Linked DNA regions of Sus scrofa: all the other regions are linked to region 3. A link is a contact called in public Hi-C and HiChIP or PLAC-seq data. All regions are on one chromosome and are shown on one strand. Each heading gives the region's core, a stretch centred on a gene start, on an enhancer-like site or on the middle of the called end of the contact. The rest is flanking DNA. Distances are from core to core; before and after follow the strand shown.

Region 1 (2,700 bases), core at 137-2,636, 140 kb after region 3:
CACTCAGCAGCCACCTCCGTCCTCATTTCTCAAGGGAAACACATCCACCCAGGGCACCCTACATCTGTGGGAGGCAAGAGGCCCTCGCAAGCTGCAAGAGACAGCCCCTTGCCCGCTCCACCTCCAGTCCCAGCGCACGTCTGCAGCTCTGGAATGCCCTCGTGCCTGCCATTCCAGTCTGCCACCAGCCTGTGCCAGACCTTGTCCTCTTCACACTCCGGTGTCTCTTATCAAGGTCTCGCGGGGTGGATCAGGGTTGCTGAGGACAGGATTCTGGCAAACTCCACCAGGGACCCTGGACCCTCCCTCCCCCAACTCAGTTGAGCATTGCAGGAAGATTACAGCCCAAAGACCTGGAAAGGCAACACAAATCCAAGAGATCGAGGGAAAGAGAAAAGAGAGAAGGCGCGGAGCGGGGGGCGGGGGCGGGGGGGGGGGGGGAAGCGGAGGTGACTGGACTTCAGAGGGAGAGGGGTAGAGCAGGATTTCCCCATCTCTCCGGCAGACGCCCGTAATCTCCCCAAAGATGCCCTTGCTCTTTGCGCGCCCTGCCCTCGCGCTGCAGGTCTCTTCTCCAAGCAGGAAGGGGCAAGAGATGAATAAGTGCCGGACGATGGATCCCAAGGCAGTACCTGAAGCCAGAACACCTGAGGACCTCTGCCCTGGAGGAGGGGACTAGCCGAGGGCCCAGAGATGGGGTTCCTGGGCGCGCGCCGGGATAGGGGCTTCAGGCCCTGTCCTGAGTGTCACCAGCAGTGCGTCTCAGGTTGTCCCACTGTCCCTGGCCGCCTCCGTCGGGCCCTTTTCCCGCTGCCGCATGCTCCCCATCCCCCGCCGGATGCGCGGGGAGTTTGCGACGCCCAACGCGGGACCCGGGTTCAGAGCCGCTACTCACCGCCCTCCCAGGGCTGGGATTCCCGCACCTGGATTTGTCACTAAACTTTCCTAGTCGCACGGGGTTTCGGGGGTGGCACACCTGCCCCTCAGCCCCCATCCATTCGAAGCCCCACGTTTCGGCTGCAGCCGGACAGTCGCTTCACCTGCACAGGGCTCGGAGGAGGCTACGGGTGCTCCTCGCGCTTTCGGACCGAGGCGCCGCCCGGCGGGTCCCCGCGCCGCTGCCGCCGCTGCTGCCACCGCGGGTGCCACTGCCGCGCCTGCCCGGAGCTGCAGCGCCGCGGTTCGCCCGCAGCCACGGGAGGCGCAATCCCAGGCGCCCACGGCCCGGCGGGTCCCCGCAGCCGCCACTCACCTCGTCTTCCCACCCGGGGCCGCACGCACGGGCGCCGGGAGTCTGCTCCTCCGCCAGCTCTCCCAGCTGCGCGGCGCTGGGGATCCGCCGAGCCTCCAGGATGGGCGGGGATTCCCTCCCTCTGGTAGATTCGAGGGGCGGGAACTCCCTTCCTGGAGTGACAGGGACGGGGGGCGGGGATTCCCCTGCAGGAATGACAAGGTGGGCGGGATTCCCCCGAGCTATGCACGCCAGAATCCCTCGGCGCGAACCGGGAGCCCTGGGGCGCTGGCTTCGGAAACCTGGGGATCCTGGGAGGGAAGGATCCAGGGAGATGGCAGCTCAGAATTTCCAGATGGCGGAGTTCAGGGCGCCATCTAGGTGGAAGACAGTGAGCTAGGGAACTGGAAGTTGCCTTTGCACAGCACTTTACAGAGCACTGAGAAAAATGTCTATTGCCTTTTAATACAAGAATGGAGCGGAGAGACCAAAGGAAATGAGGCAAGGACTAAGCCACCCCAAGCCACCCTTGGCTTCTGGTCTTTGGGATACCAAAGCTAATTTAACATTGGTATGAGAATTTCAAGGAACCTCTTGGCACCCAAGAGCTGTTTAATCCCCCAGTTAAACCCGTCAGAGAAATTCTCTGAGGCAGAGTCCCAGGGCCCCAGGGTGGTGGTTTTGGTCACTGTGAGAACCAGCCAAGAGGCCTTGCTGAGTAGACTGTGACAGCTAATGCCAATCGCCCTTGGCCTTGTTCCAGGTCACTCGAGGAACAGAAGCCTCAGGCTTTTCGGATTCCTCATTCCCGTGGATTTTCAGGAAGGTCCTCAAATATTTTGGGTTTTTTTTTTTTTTTTTTTTTTTTGTCATCCTTGTCATTCTGCCTACCACAGGGAGAGGATGATAAGAACATAATAGGGAGACCGCATTGCTCTGCAAATTAAGCTCCCTTAAGAGGAAAAAGCTGGGCTTTTTCAAGTGCTAGCAGATAAGAGTAAAAATATATGAAAAATTACAAAACCTGAGATAATGAATAGTTGAATAATGCTTTTGACATTTTCTGCAGAGCAGTAATTGGAAATCTTTGCTTGGGGTGCGGGTATGGAGAAGGGGTGGGGCAGGGATCCGCTGCAGCTTTGCCCAGCAAGGCAATAAGCTCTGGTCTCTTGGAAGAACAGACAGACATAAATCACCTGCACAGATTCTGCAGCATCAGGGGCCAGGGTGGTCCCAAGGCATTCTGAGATAGTGTTTTCAGCAGGGGTTGGGGTGGGTAAGGACTTGAATTCAGTTGTTCTTCAGCCTTTATTATTACTAGGTCACTGAGATCAATCTCTGCACAAATCCAAGCTTCCTGTATTACAAGCTATGCAGTCTTAGGCACCCAGAGTTTCTTTTCCTATCTGTACATAGAAAAAAACAAAAAAGCCTTCCACGCAGGAGTGTTGTAAGGATTAGCAGTAACA
Region 2 (2,700 bases), core at 104-2,603, 250 kb before region 3:
CTGATTTTCAAGCTCTTTTGCTCGCAATTCCCATTCCAAACTGCTTGAAGAATCCCACATGCTGAACAGGAATTTCATTCACTACCGACAGCAGTGGAATTCCTATGGATTCTGGGATCCCTCCAAGATGTTAGGGGATGTTCTGGAGTTTAACAGAAAATCTCAGACATATTAAATATTCTATAGGCTCGAGTGAAATATTTTAAAACAACCTAGAAATTTCCTGTTAAGATTTCAGTCACCTTCAAAGGCCCCGAGCTTCCCCTGTCCTGCCATTTTTCTCACAGCGCTTCTGCCTAAGTGCCCTGCCCTACAGAAGCCTCTCTTTAGAGCAACATTTTGGCAAACACTTTTCCTTGCAGGCTCTTTATTTTTCCTGTAATGATATTAAGAACAAAATTAGAGGCTAGAATAAAAAAAGGAGGACGTCAGTGAAATTTATTCAGAGAAATCTGAATCAAGTCTTTTGTTTAGCTACTTGTGTTCTTCCAACGTAACTTCCTACTTTTGACAAACGGACCGTGGGTTATGTAAGATTTTTTTTTTTCTTTTTTCACTACTGTACCGGCGGCATGTGGACATTCCCAGGCTGGGGGTTGAATCAGAGCTGCAGCTGCTGACCTATGCCACAGCCACAACCATGCCAGATCTGAGCTGTATTTGTGACCTACACCGCAGCTCGCAGCAACGCCGGATCCTTAACCCACTGAGTGAGGCCAGGGATTGAACCCACATCCTTACAGACATTATGTTGGGTTCTTAACCTGTTAAGCCACAATGGGAACTCCACGTAAGAGGTTAACATTAGAAGGAGCTGGGCGAAGGATACATGGAAGTCTGTACTCCCTTTGCAACTTTCTATAAATCTAAAACTAGTCCATAAAAAAGTTTATAGAAATAAAAGAGGAGGGGCAGACACTTACTTAACTGACCAGCTTTTTCCGGAAGGCAGATCCTGGGTTATCTCACTCATATTGGGGGCTGAACTGGGTGCCCTGGGCTCAGTGGCTTTAGGGCTGGCCCTGTCCGCGCCCTTCACGGGGCAGGAAAAGGCGGTGGACCCCCTGAGGCCTCCAGGAGGGGAGCCAAGTGACCTCTGGGGGACGATTTGCAGCTCGGTTTTGAAGAGCACAGCAGTCGGCCCAGCTGAGAAGTCCTCGCTGCAGAGCTTGTCAAGGTCAGGCATGCTCAGGGCTCTCAGCTCCTGCAGCTTCGAGCGGGACAGAGGCGAGGCCTGGGTGTGACGCACGGAGGACTTATTCCTCTTGGCGGGAGACGCCGGGGTCACCGCTGGGGTGGGGATTCCCGAAGGACCCAGCCATCTCTTTGGGTCCGAGTCAGAGCCCTTGTTACCGGCCTCCACCAGGCTCTGCCGGGAGATGGTCAGCATCATGCTCGACGGGGACTTGGCCATCGGGGGGACGACGGCGCTGGCTTCACCTTGGCTTTCGCTGCAGGAACTCAAGCTGCGTCTCAGTGACCTCGATACTGGGTCACTGGCGTGGCCGAGGCTCCCGGAAGCCACGCTGCCGGATGACCGTCTCCCAACGGGAGGCTTGGAGCTGACCGACAGAAAAGGGGAGGCCCCGGACTTGGCCACAGGCCGGTCAGAATTGGCCAGGTTCTCAAAAGACTTGATCCTCTGCTTCACAGAGAAATATGAGGTAGATTCATGGGGCCAGTTCTGCTCTGCGTAGTAGTGTCTTCTGGTGACTTTGATTTTGTCTGTGAGCAGGCAGCTCGTTTCCGGCACTGAAAGGACATCCCCTTCGTCTGTGGTTGGAAGGTTCCTCGACGTCTCCAGCAGGGGCTTTACGCTATACATCCCCTGTCCATTAACCAGGCCCAGCACAGCACCTCTGGATGCCTTGGCCTCCAGGTGGCCCCCGCTAGCGGCAGGGCTCTGGCTGTCCCGGGGGGTGCGCCCTGGGCTGTGCAGGATGTGCCCCTCTCGGCTGAAATGGCTGGAGAACTGGGCTGGCATGGAGTAGGTCCTGGTCGCTGGCCGTGGCGTGAAGTAGGGATGGTCATCCAGTGCCGAGCCCGCTGGTGCACTGCTCCTGGACGTCCCAAGGGCGTCTGACATCTGGCCTGACTTTCCCTGGCAGGGATCTGCCTTTCCAGCTGGCAGCTGCGGGGAGGAGGAGGAGGAAGTCAGTTTCGCCATGGTGAAAGATCTCTGCGTTTCCAGCTCTCCCTGGGAGGTCCGAGGCGTCAGTGAGGATGGATGATTTGGGGAGGATTCCACTGACTGGTGACAGAGCCTGACTTCACTCTTCTCCTGACAGTTGCTCTGGGCCAAGAACTCTCCCTGTCTGTCACTCTCAGCTGTCTTGTCACCACATGTGTTCTTTGGCATCCTTTCAGAAGAGATCTCAATGATTTTCAGCTGGTTAGTTCTTTCTAGAGGCTCACCAGCAGCCACTTTGCTTCTTTTGTCACCAGTCACCCCAGCCTGGGTGGCTTCTGCTGCTGAGTCCAAGTGGCTGGATTGGGGCCGCTGGCCCTGCCTGGGAGGGGTGGCTTCCCACTTGCTGGCCCCCGAGGACCCACTCCTTGGTGCCAAGGGACTCGCAGGCCCTGGGGCTGCAGGGGAGCCTTGCTTTCTGGTCCACACTTCGGAGACCTGGGTGCTGCTGGGCAACCTCGGTTGGGTTCTGAGTGCACAGCTGGGTGGAGCCTACCGCAGGCACCTTGCTC
Region 3 (2,700 bases), core at 168-2,667:
GCGTTGGCAGAAGATCATCTACCGCCTGGCCCAGAAAGACCTGAGGGAAAGCTCTAGTCCAGTGGCCCTCAGTTACACAGTTATGAGGCTGCTGTAAGCTAAACTCTTGTTGAGAAGGAAGGTTCTAGCTGTAATATCATCCATTTAGAGAATGGATGTAGAAATATGTACAAAATTTTGATTTTCCATTTGTTTCTCACAGTCAACAGTAAAATTCCAAAAAAAATTTTTTTTGAAATTTCAGATTTCATCGGTTTCTCTTTGTAGTGTTGAAGCAAAAGTTCTAGAATTTGAGACAGAGGTCCTTGCTCTTCTCTGAAGAAGATACTTGGCCCCAGGAAACGAGCTCCTGGAGCCTCAGTTTCCTCCTTGGTACAAGGAGAAGACAGGCCTTGGATGCACTATGGGCGACCTTCCAGAAACTAAGACATGAAGTGAAACAGCACGTGGGGAAAGCAGGCCGAGAAGAATGAGGTGGGCTCCAACGTAAGGTCCTGTAACGCTCCATTTACACGGCATCCTTGGGGAATGGGCCGTTCCACACGACCACGTTTCCAGATAATTGAATTTTAAATGCTGAAACGTGTTTTCCTTTTAACCTTCTGGAATGGAAATCTTTCCGAAGTGTATTACACGCTTCTCTGGCTTCTTAAACAGCAAACTGAATATAACTTAACCTTCCCTGAATGTTCGAGGTCATCACGATGACCGCCTCTTACTGTTTATACCGTCCTGAATAGAGCCCTGGGTGCCTCTGGGCATGTTCAGGTAGACAGGACCCTTGTGTGAAATGGTCCCGGAGGCTATGTAATCAAGCTAAAATTGGCAATTCCTCCTTTCTGCAATCTCCTACATCACTACCTGCAGCCATTTCTCCAACTAACACCTTCTAGCAGCCTCCTGACACTCTGCTTAAAATCGGCTATAACCCTCAGAGAACTCAGGGTTGCCATGGGTAACCAGAGTCTGAGCTCGTATCAACTCTAAATTTAATTTTACACACGATTTAAAGGCAGTGGGTGGTGTGCTGAAGGTTACTTCTGGCCCAGACTCATACAGCTAGTCCACCCAGTCAGTAGCAATGCTCCTGGGCCAGTTGGCCCAGCACCATGAGCTCCCTGGGCCCTCTTGCCAGCCCAGCACCCTGGCCCCCATTCTTGGACCACACGGGCATCTCACACCCCAGGAACGCAAAGGTGCAGGCTGGCCCTGGGGGCTCCAGGACCCCTCCTTTCACGCATCAGCATCCTTTCCATCCGGGGAGTATCCACTCCCTTCACCTTGAATATTACCTTGAATTCTGGGCTGGAAATTATTCTCTTTCCTACTGAGCAAACCACCAGAGTTTTAGTCTCTTCTCTGTCCCTCAGCCTCAAAGGCCTTTTCTCAGTTCATGCTGTGCCCTGGGATCAGGTCTCCTGAGGTCGACCAGGAAGGGTGTTAAGTTACCTTTGACTGAAATCTACCAAGGTCCAGAGGCCGATTCAGTACATTAAATAAATCATCTTATCTCATCCACTAAATGACTCTTTTGGGGAAAGCATCCACCTCCTGCGGCTGAGCTAACTTGCCCACAAGGACAGCAGGCGGGTCTGGAAGCCAGATCCATCTCTCCGAGGCCCATGTTCTTTGTCCTGTGCGCTGATCACATTTATTCGTGTACCAAAAAGTCCAGTCGAGGTTCCTATCCTAAAAAAACCACATTGTAAGTGAAACATAGGCCCTTTTACTTTTCAGAAAAGGCTACTTGTTTTTGTTTTCATGTGTGGGTTGTGTTTTAATTAATTCCACATTTTGTTACCAATTTGGAACAATCTGTCCTCAGGGAACAGATCTGGTTTACTTATAGAAAGCCAGCCGAGGGAGGGAGGGACTGGGGTTACAAACATTCCTTGTAGGACATAATCTAAAAAATCTTCCCAGTTCTCCCTTCACCAAAAAGATATAAATAGAACATTCCAGAAAATCTCATCTTCCCCAGACTAGGTATGTATGATAAGGTCTCAAACAAAAACCTTCCTCCATGTGTTACCAGCTATGCCTGCAAGATGGGGGCATGTGACATCAACCATTACTGTATCCCTCCCCACCTCAGGAATTTCTCTAGAAGTTCATCTCAGGATGATGCTGTCACCATGCAAAAGAATGAGGGATTCCCAGAGCTACTTGGGGAGCCTGCAAGCAAACTGTGGACCTCGGGGAGAAAGCAGGATGGGCTCTGCAATTTGGGGACAGTCCCAAGTTAGGCTTTGGAGCTGGTTCTGGGGTACAGAAGAGTGTCAAGTTCATGGTTGTGAATTCTCTGCTCCTCCTCCAGGGATGAACTTCCCAAACTGACCCAAAGCTAATTTTTAAACTAAGCCAACCATGACCTCAGCTTCTACTTTTTGCACCTGCTCCTCCCACACTTAACACACACGCAATTTTCAGAGCGTCCTCTTCCAAAAACATCCACAGGGCTCCAAAGTTTCCAGGGCAGCCTTGTCAGGGAGGAAATTGTCTGAATAACTGGCCAGCCACAGATGACAAGGTCAAAATATTACATGTATTAATGTGCTAGAGCTGCCATAAGAAAGTACTGCAAACCCAGTGGCCTGAACAATGGAAATGTGTCTCATAGTTCTGGAGGCTCAAAGTCCAAGATCAAGGTGTTTGCAGAGCTATGCTCCCTCTGAGGTACTAGAGAAATGTCTGCTCCAG

What was found. Hi-C and Micro-C count contacts between places; a contact is called where the count stands out from the background. HiChIP or PLAC-seq counts read pairs in DNA pulled down with a chosen protein or histone mark.
Region 1: an H3K27ac HiChIP or PLAC-seq map of skeletal muscle shows a contact between it and region 3, with 6 times the contacts expected there. The contact joins the promoter of PDZD2 here to the enhancer-like site in region 3. A contact is called at or near these places in 8 of 47 Hi-C or Micro-C datasets (alveolar macrophages, embryonic fibroblasts, fetal heart ventricle and 4 more) and 1 of 2 datasets of contacts at active chromatin or transcription factors (skeletal muscle).
Region 2: a Hi-C map of skeletal muscle shows a contact between it and region 3, with 4 times the contacts expected there. The contact joins two enhancer-like sites. A contact is called at or near these places in 14 of 47 Hi-C or Micro-C datasets (alveolar macrophages, embryonic fibroblasts, epiblast stem cells and 8 more) and 2 of 2 datasets of contacts at active chromatin or transcription factors (alveolar macrophages and skeletal muscle).

Annotation. Positions count from the first base shown.
Region 1 is chr16:17,938,799-17,941,498 of Sscrofa11.1, reverse strand. It overlaps PDZD2 (PDZ domain-containing protein 2), which reads right to left and starts at 1,386. Exons shown (of 33, transcript XM_021077090.1): 1 at 1,253-1,386.
Region 2 is chr16:18,333,479-18,336,178 of Sscrofa11.1, reverse strand. PDZD2 (PDZ domain-containing protein 2) reads right to left here. Exons shown (of 33, transcript XM_021077090.1): 27 at 2,595-2,700; 28 at 924-2,592. Among named protein-coding and RNA genes, the nearest start is that of MTMR12, 200 kb to the left of the region's middle. Within about 2 kb of position 1,353, at least 17 of the 83 cell types and tissues checked have an H3K27ac peak or open chromatin away from gene starts, as enhancers often do. A contact at or near this core is called in skeletal muscle, where this site is marked.
Region 3 is chr16:18,083,783-18,086,482 of Sscrofa11.1, reverse strand. The region is part of intron 2 of PDZD2 (PDZ domain-containing protein 2); the gene reads right to left. Among named protein-coding and RNA genes, the nearest start is that of PDZD2, 150 kb to the right of the region's middle. Within about 2 kb of position 1,417, at least 6 of the 83 cell types and tissues checked have an H3K27ac peak or open chromatin away from gene starts, as enhancers often do. A contact at or near this core is called in skeletal muscle, where this site is marked.